Regions from separate parts of the Zea mays genome. Here all the other regions are linked to region 2. A link is a contact called in public Hi-C data. All regions are on one chromosome and are shown on one strand. The core of a region is the stretch at or near the end of the contact, and the rest is flanking DNA. Distances in the headings are between cores, read along the strand shown. Region 1 has its middle 94 kb from the start of LOC103652139. Region 2 holds the start of LOC100283562 (pyridoxal kinase). Region 3 has its middle 42 kb from the start of LOC103650468.

The links. A called contact is a pair of places that touch in the nucleus more often than the background predicts.
Region 1: a Hi-C map of leaf shows a contact between it and region 2, with 5 times the contacts expected there. The contact joins the enhancer-like site here to the promoter of LOC100283562 in region 2. A contact is called at or near these places in 5 of 25 Hi-C or Micro-C datasets (bundle sheath, ear, leaf and 1 more).
Region 3: a Hi-C map of endosperm shows a contact between it and region 2, with 2.6 times the contacts expected there. The contact joins the enhancer-like site here to the promoter of LOC100283562 in region 2. A contact is called at or near these places in 2 of 25 Hi-C or Micro-C datasets (endosperm and leaf).

Annotation. Positions count from the first base shown.
Region 1 is chr3:118,847,873-118,850,972 of Zm-B73-REFERENCE-NAM-5.0, reverse strand. No RefSeq gene overlaps it. Among protein-coding and RNA genes, the nearest start is that of LOC103652139, 94 kb to the right of the region's middle. Within about 2 kb of position 1,727, at least 20 of the 20 cell types and tissues checked have an H3K27ac peak or open chromatin away from gene starts, as enhancers often do. A contact at or near this core is called in bundle sheath, ear, leaf and 1 more, where this site is marked.
Region 2 is chr3:118,480,353-118,483,576 of Zm-B73-REFERENCE-NAM-5.0, reverse strand. It overlaps LOC100283562 (pyridoxal kinase), which reads right to left and starts at 1,960. Exons shown (of 13, transcript NM_001364410.1): 1 at 1,853-1,960; 2 at 1,574-1,739; 3 at 856-949; 4 at 670-774; 5 at 339-422; 6 at 124-197. The coding sequence starts at 1,654. It also overlaps the pseudogene LOC103652138.
Region 3 is chr3:118,974,590-118,978,006 of Zm-B73-REFERENCE-NAM-5.0, reverse strand. No RefSeq gene overlaps it. Among protein-coding and RNA genes, the nearest start is that of LOC103650468, 42 kb to the left of the region's middle. Within about 2 kb of position 1,401, at least 17 of the 20 cell types and tissues checked have an H3K27ac peak or open chromatin away from gene starts, as enhancers often do. A contact at or near this core is called in endosperm and leaf, where this site is marked.

The DNA.
Region 1 (3,100 bases), core at 478-2,977, 370 kb before region 2:
GTGTGCTAGGATCAAGTCTCACACATATGATAACTCATGGTACAGAAACGAATGTAACATCATTAATATATAACAGAGTTCTGTACAAAATAGTTAAATAAATACATCATACGGAGACAACGATCCAGCAACCCAAAGTTGACTGGAAGATGATGGCCTAAACCTCTCACCTGGGAGACGATGACCTAGACCTCTCACGAACTCATCGCGACATCCTTCATGTTCCTCATCTTGTAGTACCTATCCTTGACCTAGGGGATGTGAGTATAGCAACGGTGAGCTCACATACGTTCATCGCTCAACAAGTTGTGCAGAATTGTAACACCCAAAATTCTACTTTAGAATTTATAACATTAATAACTAAAAATGGCCCAAAATGAATATATTATCTAAATAAAAGACTAACATGAAAGATACTTAGAAACTAAATTATACTTCGATTGGATTATATATACAAGAATTATGAGTTAAACTCTTCTTTTGGGCTAAAATAATTGGAGATATTAATTCCTAGATAGGTTGAGATAAAACTATCTTTTAGTATAAAATTATGTAATAGTAGTTGTGTCTTTATAACATATGATTTAGATATATAATAACAAGAAGATTTTTCATGTGTGTTAAAACAAGTGGGATATTCCTTTCATTAACTACGTGGGTTAAAATATTAGTGAATAAATAAATACAGTAGAAATAAATGAAATATTTCTGCAAAAACATGATGAAACCTTGGTCTGATGCATTTTCGAAATTTGAGGTTTAAACATGAATCAAATTCAGATTCTAAATCAAAAAGGAAAAAGAAAACATAGAAATGATAAAAAAAATAAAAGAAGTCGCTAGGCTGAAAGACCACCTGCTCGGCCCAACATCATCGTGGGCCACTCTGTTTCCCCTCCTTCCACGCGCGCCGTGCCACGGGCAGGTCGACCTCATGGGCAGGCGATCACCGGTCACCTAGGAGCTTTGCGCCTCTGGCGGGTGGGCACGGGTGGCCAGATCCGTCGTCCACCCGGCGCGGCGTCGACGACAACAGTCATCGCGAATCCCGCGGAGGGCGTCGCAACAACCGCACGGACTTCGCCCCCTCCCCCCAGACTATTTAAGCCTAGGTCGCTGACCACTGCATTAAACCCAGAACCACGTGCGTGAACCTCACTGACGAAGAGAAGTTTAGTGAGGGACAAAGTGAAGCTTGCCGCCGCCGTTGATCTTCCCGGGGGAGGGACCATTCTGGCTTTGGCAGCTGGTCAGGAAGCATCGTGAGACCGGGTTGGAACTTGTGTGTGTGCAGTGGTGGGCACATAACCCTTCAGAGCTCGTGAACCGCTCGCTGGAGCTAAGACTTCGCCGCGGATCCGCCTTCTTCGTGGGCAGACGTTCCTAGCGACCTAATCCTCCGGTAAGACGCCACCACTAGCTTCGCCATTCTGGATCCTTTGCATAGCACTGAATTCCGTAGGAGATTGGTACTAGGAGGCCAGGATTGGGTGTGCAGCGGCAATGCTCCACCGTGGGGCGCTCGCTCCGCCGTGGCCTGGGTGATTAGGAAGGGAAAAGCCGCGGGGGTCGTTGATCTCCCGATGAGCGATCCAGATTAGATCACAGGAAAACGCTTTAGTGTATTCAATCGTGGCCATCGATCGCTGATCTAAGGGCTTCGGTTATATAATGGTGTGGGTCGCTGTGGTCCGTTGATCATAGATCGGGTGGCTATCACTAGATATCGGTTCGAGTTATGGTATATCTTATCCAAGCCGCAGATTGATGGATGGACGACTTAGATCGCAAGATACCCCTTCGCCATAGCCTTTTTCCTTAAGAGCCCCTCATTTATATAATAATCAACCCACCGTCCATGTTAGGTCAGAATGAATAACAAATAAGTCACTGGAATTTGCAGAATGAACCCGGTTTCCTGGGTTTTGTGTCCGCAGCCCAGGATTAAATAAGTTAAATATGGAAATTGGTTTTAGTATAAAAATAATTCCAGAAATTTGTTTAATTCATATTTAATTTATTTTAACTCCTTTTTAATCCATTCCAGTTGCATTAAATTCATAATAATATTGTTTATCCCCTAGTAACTTTATTTTGTTATGAAACATAAATTAAAATTATGCACTTAATTTCTTTTGTACCCAACACTTAAATCTTCAGAAAATCATAACTTTATAACAGTAACTCCGTATTTAGTGGTTCTCGAACCTGGGATCTCGTTATGATGCGTAGAACATTATAAGGTAGCTTGTGCTTATGGTTGGTGTGATGTTAGTTTTTTCTATACCATGTTTGTTTGTATTGCTACGAATAGCAGCGAGGTTATGAGTCACTTGAAGACCAAGTTGGTACCTGGGAATCTCGAGTCTAAGGCAAGTTGTGCCCTTGATCACTCTTCTTTACCTAATAATGTTCATGTTAATCACTATGACATGCTCAGATTAATTTGATGTGACCTAATAGGTATCCCTAGCATTGTTTATCCCACACCTTGGATACAAAAGAACTATTGGGGAGTTTTGCTATCGCTCTACCTAGTTTTGAGAAATTAATGTTACACCTTGGATAAGATACTTATGGTATGGGACGCCCTTGGCTGACTAATTAGGAAAGCTAGTGGAGGACTACCTTACTCAAAAGGGGCAAGGGCGGTAGAGGAGTTGTGTATAGAGAGGTTCTTTGGTTGATCATGCTGCGATGGCTTTTCGGATGAGGGATTCCAATATTGCCCTTCTCAGAAATCGTAGTGGGTTTTCTGAAGCTAGTGGAACTTTGTAAAGGCCTCATAGTGGATCCCTAGCCATTCACCTCGGAAGTGTCTAAGGGCCTTGCAAACCCTGGCTAGATGGGATACACAATTTGTGGGTAAAGATGTGCAACCTTTGCAAAGTGTAAAACTGGTATATTAGTTGTGCTCACGGTCATGAGCAGCTCGGACCCTCACATGATTAACCTATGGAACTAAACTCAATTTGTCATATGCATTGCATTATGGGTGTACTATTAATTTTGATCTCTTATTTGTTTGGGATAGTATCTACTTTTACTTAGTAAGTGCTAATAAAATTTTGTCCAACTCTAAAAGCAATGCTCAGCTTTA
Region 2 (3,224 bases), core at 711-3,210:
TTGAAAAAACATGTATTTGTAATAAATAACAGACTTGCCATTCTAAAAAGTGTAAGGACAAGCAATTCCCATATTTTGGTAATGTATTGGAAAATCATAGAATACGAAAATGGGCTAAATCACCTTCTGTTGATAAACAGATATTAGCTCCTGAGGAACATATAGTTTTCCTTCATCACCTAGAACTGGGTCACAAACTGCAGCATGTTTGCAATTAGCAAACAGAAGAATTAACCATGTCTAGTCAGTCTCTAGCTATGACCTAAATTGTCCCTGTTAAATTAAATTTATTAAAGAAGAAGCAAGCATACAAATAACAAAAGATGAGAAAAGATTACCATATACAAGATCAGGATTAACTGATCGCAATTTCTCAACAACTTGTAGCACAGTATCTAAAAAGGAAACTGAGCCTATATAACCTGAGAACCATAAACAGCATGTCACTTTGTGTGTGTGTGTGTATATATATATATATATATATATATATATATATATATATATATATATATATATATATATATATATATATATATATATATATATATATATATATATTGCAGTAGAAAGTCACTGATTTTTCCTTGGTATCATGGTGAAATATCATAAGACCAAGCAATTAATCTAGTTTATTTCCTGGACATGAAGGATGGGCACGTCTAGTTTCACCTGTTAATAAATGGGTATAATGAAGCAACTGATTTTCCTCCAGTCCTTCAATAAGGTCCCAGAGCTGTTTGCCATTAAGAACCTGACCTCTAAATGTTGGGTATCCTGAGATAACACACAACTGGAATTGTTTATGTGTCCCAAGTGAATTGTACGAGATTGTGTACATCCACGATATACATTTACCTGTATGATTAGAAAACTGTACAGAGTTTATTGGATCCACATCAAAGCCAAGGAGCTGCAGGGGAAAGACGGCCGATTTGTTGCCAACATACCCCTGAATTGGAGCAATCAGAGAATGAGAAGAGCAGGCTATCAAATAAGAAAGTGAAAATGCTCAATGATTCTTGCTCTGAAACAAAATCGAAGCAGACTATTTTGACTGAACAAATCCTGAATAAAACACAAACTCGTGAGTCGTGACCGCTCGCCATACAAAAGACAAAGCAGTCATAACCACTGATCCATCACACAAACGATTGTGCCACCACTTATTAGGTGACATTCATGCCAATGACGTGCACAAACGATTGCGCCAGTGCTTAGTACACAGTCGTGACTCGTGAGACCATGCGTGCACCATCTTATATGTATGGCATCAACACATGAAAGGGAGACCCAATCTAAACCTACAATACATGCAGCAACCCATATCCAGACTCAATAGACCATAGAGCTGTGTTCATAGTCTAGTCAGCTAGTCCACATGCTACAACCCACAAAACCACTGCTTTGCTGCCGAATCTAAAACACAACTCCTCAAGGACACATCCATGTGCGAATGAATAAGCAAAGTCATAGAGGCAGGCGCAGAGTCCGGGCTCTTGAATCATCGAGGCGTGCAAGCAGGAACCCAGCAAACAGACGGATGGTCGCAGGTGGTCAGGGCAGCGGGCTGAACCTGGACGGTGTGGGACTGGATGCTGAGCACACGGCCGGTGTCAGACGGCAGCGCGACGGATAGGATCGGCGGCCGCGCCATCTTCGGGTACGCCGCCGCCGCCGTCGTCCTCGTCCGGCCGCTCCGCGTCAGCAGCAGCTGGGAGCACCACCACCCAAACGCCTCCCTGCAGGCACAGGCACAGGCACAGGACAGACACGCTTTAAGCGAGAACCAATACACTTCCGATCAAGACTGGAACACGAGGAGGAAGTACAGGAAGAGGAGAAGAGAAGCAACCGAATCCGATAGCCTCCCTTCTCAATCCACCACTGACCTCACCTCACCTCACCTCACCTATTCAGTCAGGTTGACCAGTGAGGCGATTGCTTGTTCGATAATGATCTTGGAAAAAATATTTATTTAATTTATTTAAATACTGTTGCTGCTGCTGCAGGCCATGCCTGTTGCGTCGCGCACCTGGGGGAGCAGCGGTGCGCGGCGGCCCCCACGAGGCGCGCGCGGCCGGAGGGAGCTGCGGCGGGCGGCGGCAAGCGGAGTGCGGCGACAGTCATGCGACGCACGGAACGGCACGGGGGACGGGCGGTGGAGTGGACCGACCAGTGGTGGATGGCGATGGGATCGTACGCTTGGGAGGGACAGCTTGGCGGGATCTGGGGCGTCTGTTACGAAAGGGACGGGCTGGATCCTCGTCGTGCCCGTGGGAAGGGGAGGCGAGCCACGCGATGACACGACCGCACCATGGTCCATGGCGGCGGGCTTGACGAGTTGGGCTTGGTCCTAGTTCCCGATCTAGGCCCGACAGACAGAAAGGGCGAGTCTGCTATGTGGGCCTCTAAAGGCCGACTTGGGCACAACAGACAGAATGAGGGTCTGCTTCTGTGGGGTCCTTAAAACTATTGAGAAAAGATCACCAGATCCACTTACCTCTCTCTCATCAATAGATCAGGTATAAGAAGATATGAAAGACTTGTTTCCCTTCCCCTCCCGAGGCAGCACAAACACAAAGCGACAAGAGACAAAGATGGATGAACTCTTCTCTTGTTCATTATGAGGGGTACATGCTCCTTTATAGAGAAGCGAGACCCTTCAGTGGTAAACTCGGTTTGCACACATAATCCTTCACTAGGTGTGTGCCCGTGCGTTGCCACAAGGGTTAAAAATTAGTATAAAACATAGATACGAAACGACAAACATCACTATGGTATACAAAATCCGTGTGACAAAATATTATCGTACCACTAATGTTATATTGACGATATAAATATATAATATTTTTATAAATACACCAACTCACGGGCCTTGAGAAATCAAATTAGCTATGTAACAGAACTTACGTAAGTTGTTTCAACAAATGTCTTGCTCTAGTGTTCTCCTCAGGCCCACCACACATAGAAACAATTTCTTTGAACTCCAAGATGATAGTTTCACATATGATACATTGCTTCCCCTCCACTGCTTTCAGTAACTCTATGAGTATTGGAAACTGCAGTTTGTATTGTGCCTACAAAGCAAGCATGGAATAATTTAAGACAGATCTACTACATGGTATTCTTGTGTAAGTACTAACAACAAAGAACACAGTTCTCTAATAGAGATTCACTCTTTGCAGAAACGAATTTTCTGAATATCCAGTTAAGTGTTTGATGTG
Region 3 (3,417 bases), core at 152-2,651, 490 kb before region 2:
TGCCGCATAGGGCCCTGTTGACAGGATAATCCCTCACCTACGCAACAGATTTGGTTTCGAGTTTGTTAGAGTTCCTAACATATAGGATAGGATTGTAACATATAAGTAACAGACTAAATATGTGATGTAACAGATTTGGTTTCGAGTTTTTTAGAGTTCCTAATAGATAGGATATGATTATAACAGATAAGTATCATATTAGATCTGTCATGTAACCACTCACCTCCCAGCCTATATAAGTACATGCCACAACCTGCCGCTAGCTAAGCTTGCATCCATAAGCCGCTTTGACCAGCTCGTCGAAGTTCGAGTTCCTCCCCAACTCTAGTGACAACCTCGGCGAGTAATTTCTCCCCGTCCGTTCATCTTCCGGGGCAGCCCAGAACATCATCGTGACCAGCTCACGAGAGCTTTGTCACCACGCTTCCGGTTCGTCGATCGGATCTCCGGTTCATAATAAAAAAACCGAGATGACCAACAACAACGAGGGAGTGAAGATCTTGATTGGAAGGTATGGTAATGGTTGGTTATAAGAGATGCTTTAGCATAAATCTTATAAGAGATGCTTAACCTGAGCATGTCACAATGATTAACAGGAACATTATTGGGTAAAGAGAAAAGTGATCAAGGGCACAACTTGCCTTATACTCAAGATTCCTAGGTACCAACTTGGTCTTCAAGTGATTCATAACCTCGCTGCTACTCGTAGCAATACAAACAAAAATGGTATAGGTAAAATTAACATCACACCAAACATAAGAACAAACTGCATAATAGTGTTCTACGCGTCATAACGAGATCGTAGGTTCGAGAACCACTAAATTCGGAGTTACAGTTATAAAGTTATTGCTTTCTAAATACTTAGGTGTTAGTCATAAAACAAGTTAAGTGTATGATTTTACTACATGTGACATAAAAATATTGTTGCTAAATACTAAACAATATTATTATGAGTTTATTGCAACTAGAATGGCTCAATTTGGAGTTAGAATAATTAAGTTATGGTGTTATGATGGTTTGGGAATTAAAAAATCATTTTTCTAAGTAATTCTGCTAAGCTTGAAATCTATTTGGACCGTAGATGAGATTTTGAGGAAACCCAGGGTGTTCTAAGTAAGTTTCAGGGCCAAAACGCAGTGTTTCTTTCCTCAGGGTGGATGGCGGGTTAATTACTGCATAACTAGGGGTCTCTTTTGTAAATCTGCTTAGCTGAAGGGGTATGGGGTCACTAGAGCCATCCGATTAAAATCAAATCGCCCCGATCAGACCCCGAAAGTTTATGAAGCGGTACACAATCGAGGTCGTCGGATCAATGATCCATGGTCTAGATTCAATGAAGGCACGATCAAATCGTAGCTGTCCGCGGATGAACCAATGGCATGGATTTTAAGCTTTGAAAGGGTATCCCTGCGATTTAATCCTAGCCGTCCAACTCAAATTGATGTCAGTCGACACCTCTTCTTCCCCGAGCACCACGGTCGGCGGCGCATTGCAACGCCCGACGGTGCTCCACCGGTGCCCCGCCCAACCCATTATCCAATGCCCTATTCCGTCAACTGCACGGTGCAAAACAAAGTGTCGACAACAGTGAGCATGATAGAGGACTACTTCCTATGGATTATGGCGACTACTCTGCTCCCCACGTGTGAAGCGGATCCGCAATGGAATATAGCTCTGGTGAGCGATCTAGGGGGCACTTGTAAGCTACCCACCATTCGGATCGATGCTACACGATGAGAATATGAAACTGAAACGAGGAATGGGGCGTTACCATGTATTTTGCTGCGTTGGCCTTTGTCCACGGTGAGGTGCAGATCACAGCGGCGCAAAATCTCTAGTGAGGAATTTCGCCCGTGATGAGCGCCAATCCGCACCATGGCGGCGTCGATCTTACCCCGGGGACACCGCAATGGTCTCTAGGCTAACCCGGCGCTCCAATCTGCAACACCGGCGAAGAGAAGACGCGGTGGCTCTCCTTCTCTCACTTCTTAGCTTGCGGCGAGTGCACATGGTGGTGTTTCACGGTGGGGTGGTATCAGGTGAAGGCATACATGTGCGTCGTGGTGCAACGTGGCGCAACAGCCATAGCGGTCATGGCGGCATCGCGTAGTTCGTTCAGCCACAGCTGTAGCCGACGGCGCGAGCGAGATGACATGTGGGCCCTTGCCTCTAGTGAGACAAGCGTGTGGTAGAGAGAAGCGGCTACGACCGAGGCCCGCACGTCAGAGGAAACCAGGGCTGGCGCGGGGGGTGAGTTGAGTGGGCCGGCTTGTGATGAATTCAGCCCAGTCTTGAGGTAAGTCTTATTCTTATTCTTTTTCTTTTCTTCTATTTTCATATTCAAATTCAAATTTCAAGGATTCAAACATAATTTAAACTCTTGGTTTGAATTTTTAGATTTCAAACAAGATTCTAATATGAAGAAGACCTCTACTGTTTATAATAGTATCCTTTTGTTGGTCCTTGCTCTCGGATGCTATACACCAAGAACAAAGCAACACAATTGTGAACAATTAGAGACCTTTGTCCTTCGAAGCATTATTTCCCTTGGGATATAATGATCTTCAGACGAATGTCATGAAGGATATACCTTCATCATTTCAGTAAGCAAGGATGTAAACAGAGACATGAAACACAAAAAGAATATGAATAATCATTTCAAATTATTGGACTATTCATATTCATATTCTTATTTTATAAGCATGAATAAGCATCAATAACATTTATATTACATTTGTACCTTCGGCTTGATAGAAGGTGAAAAAGCGGGAGTGACGCGATAGTGATTACAAATCAACGTGAATAGTACGGTGTTACTGTTCATCTATTTATATGCACTGGACGCAGCTTGGACAAAATTACATTCATGTCCCTGACATTTTTTATTGACCATGAGGCAAGCTGTCAAGGACTAAGCAGTCCTTTCTCCTTTAAGTCGGTTTTGCCTTTCACCATCGTCATCATGCTAAGCCAAAGCTGCTTCAGCCACAACTTCGGATCTAGATTGTCCTTCCTTCAGATCACACCTTCATACCGTGCACACCTTCATCTCAAAGCTGAAGCCTCCTGTAACAGTCTGATATACTAAAAAACATGTTGGTTAAGCTTTTGAGGACCTTCGGAAGAGGAAGGCCCCCAACAATAGCCCCTCGCATTATTAATTTGTTTTTGCACTTAACAAATTCAGACTGCGACATGAACGAAGGCCTTCAGCCAAAGGTCCGAAAAAACACCTTCCCTTCGCTAGAATAGCGAAAGTCAATGACATGTAGGGCCTGCCAAGTTGCAATGCACTGGGCGTATAAATAGGAACCCGCAGCGACAACATTTGTTGCGCCATCTCAATTGCTTGTGTTATTTTTCAAGTTTGAATTTTCTTGCTCTGTCAGATTTCGCTTGATTTGTGAGCTTCGGCAT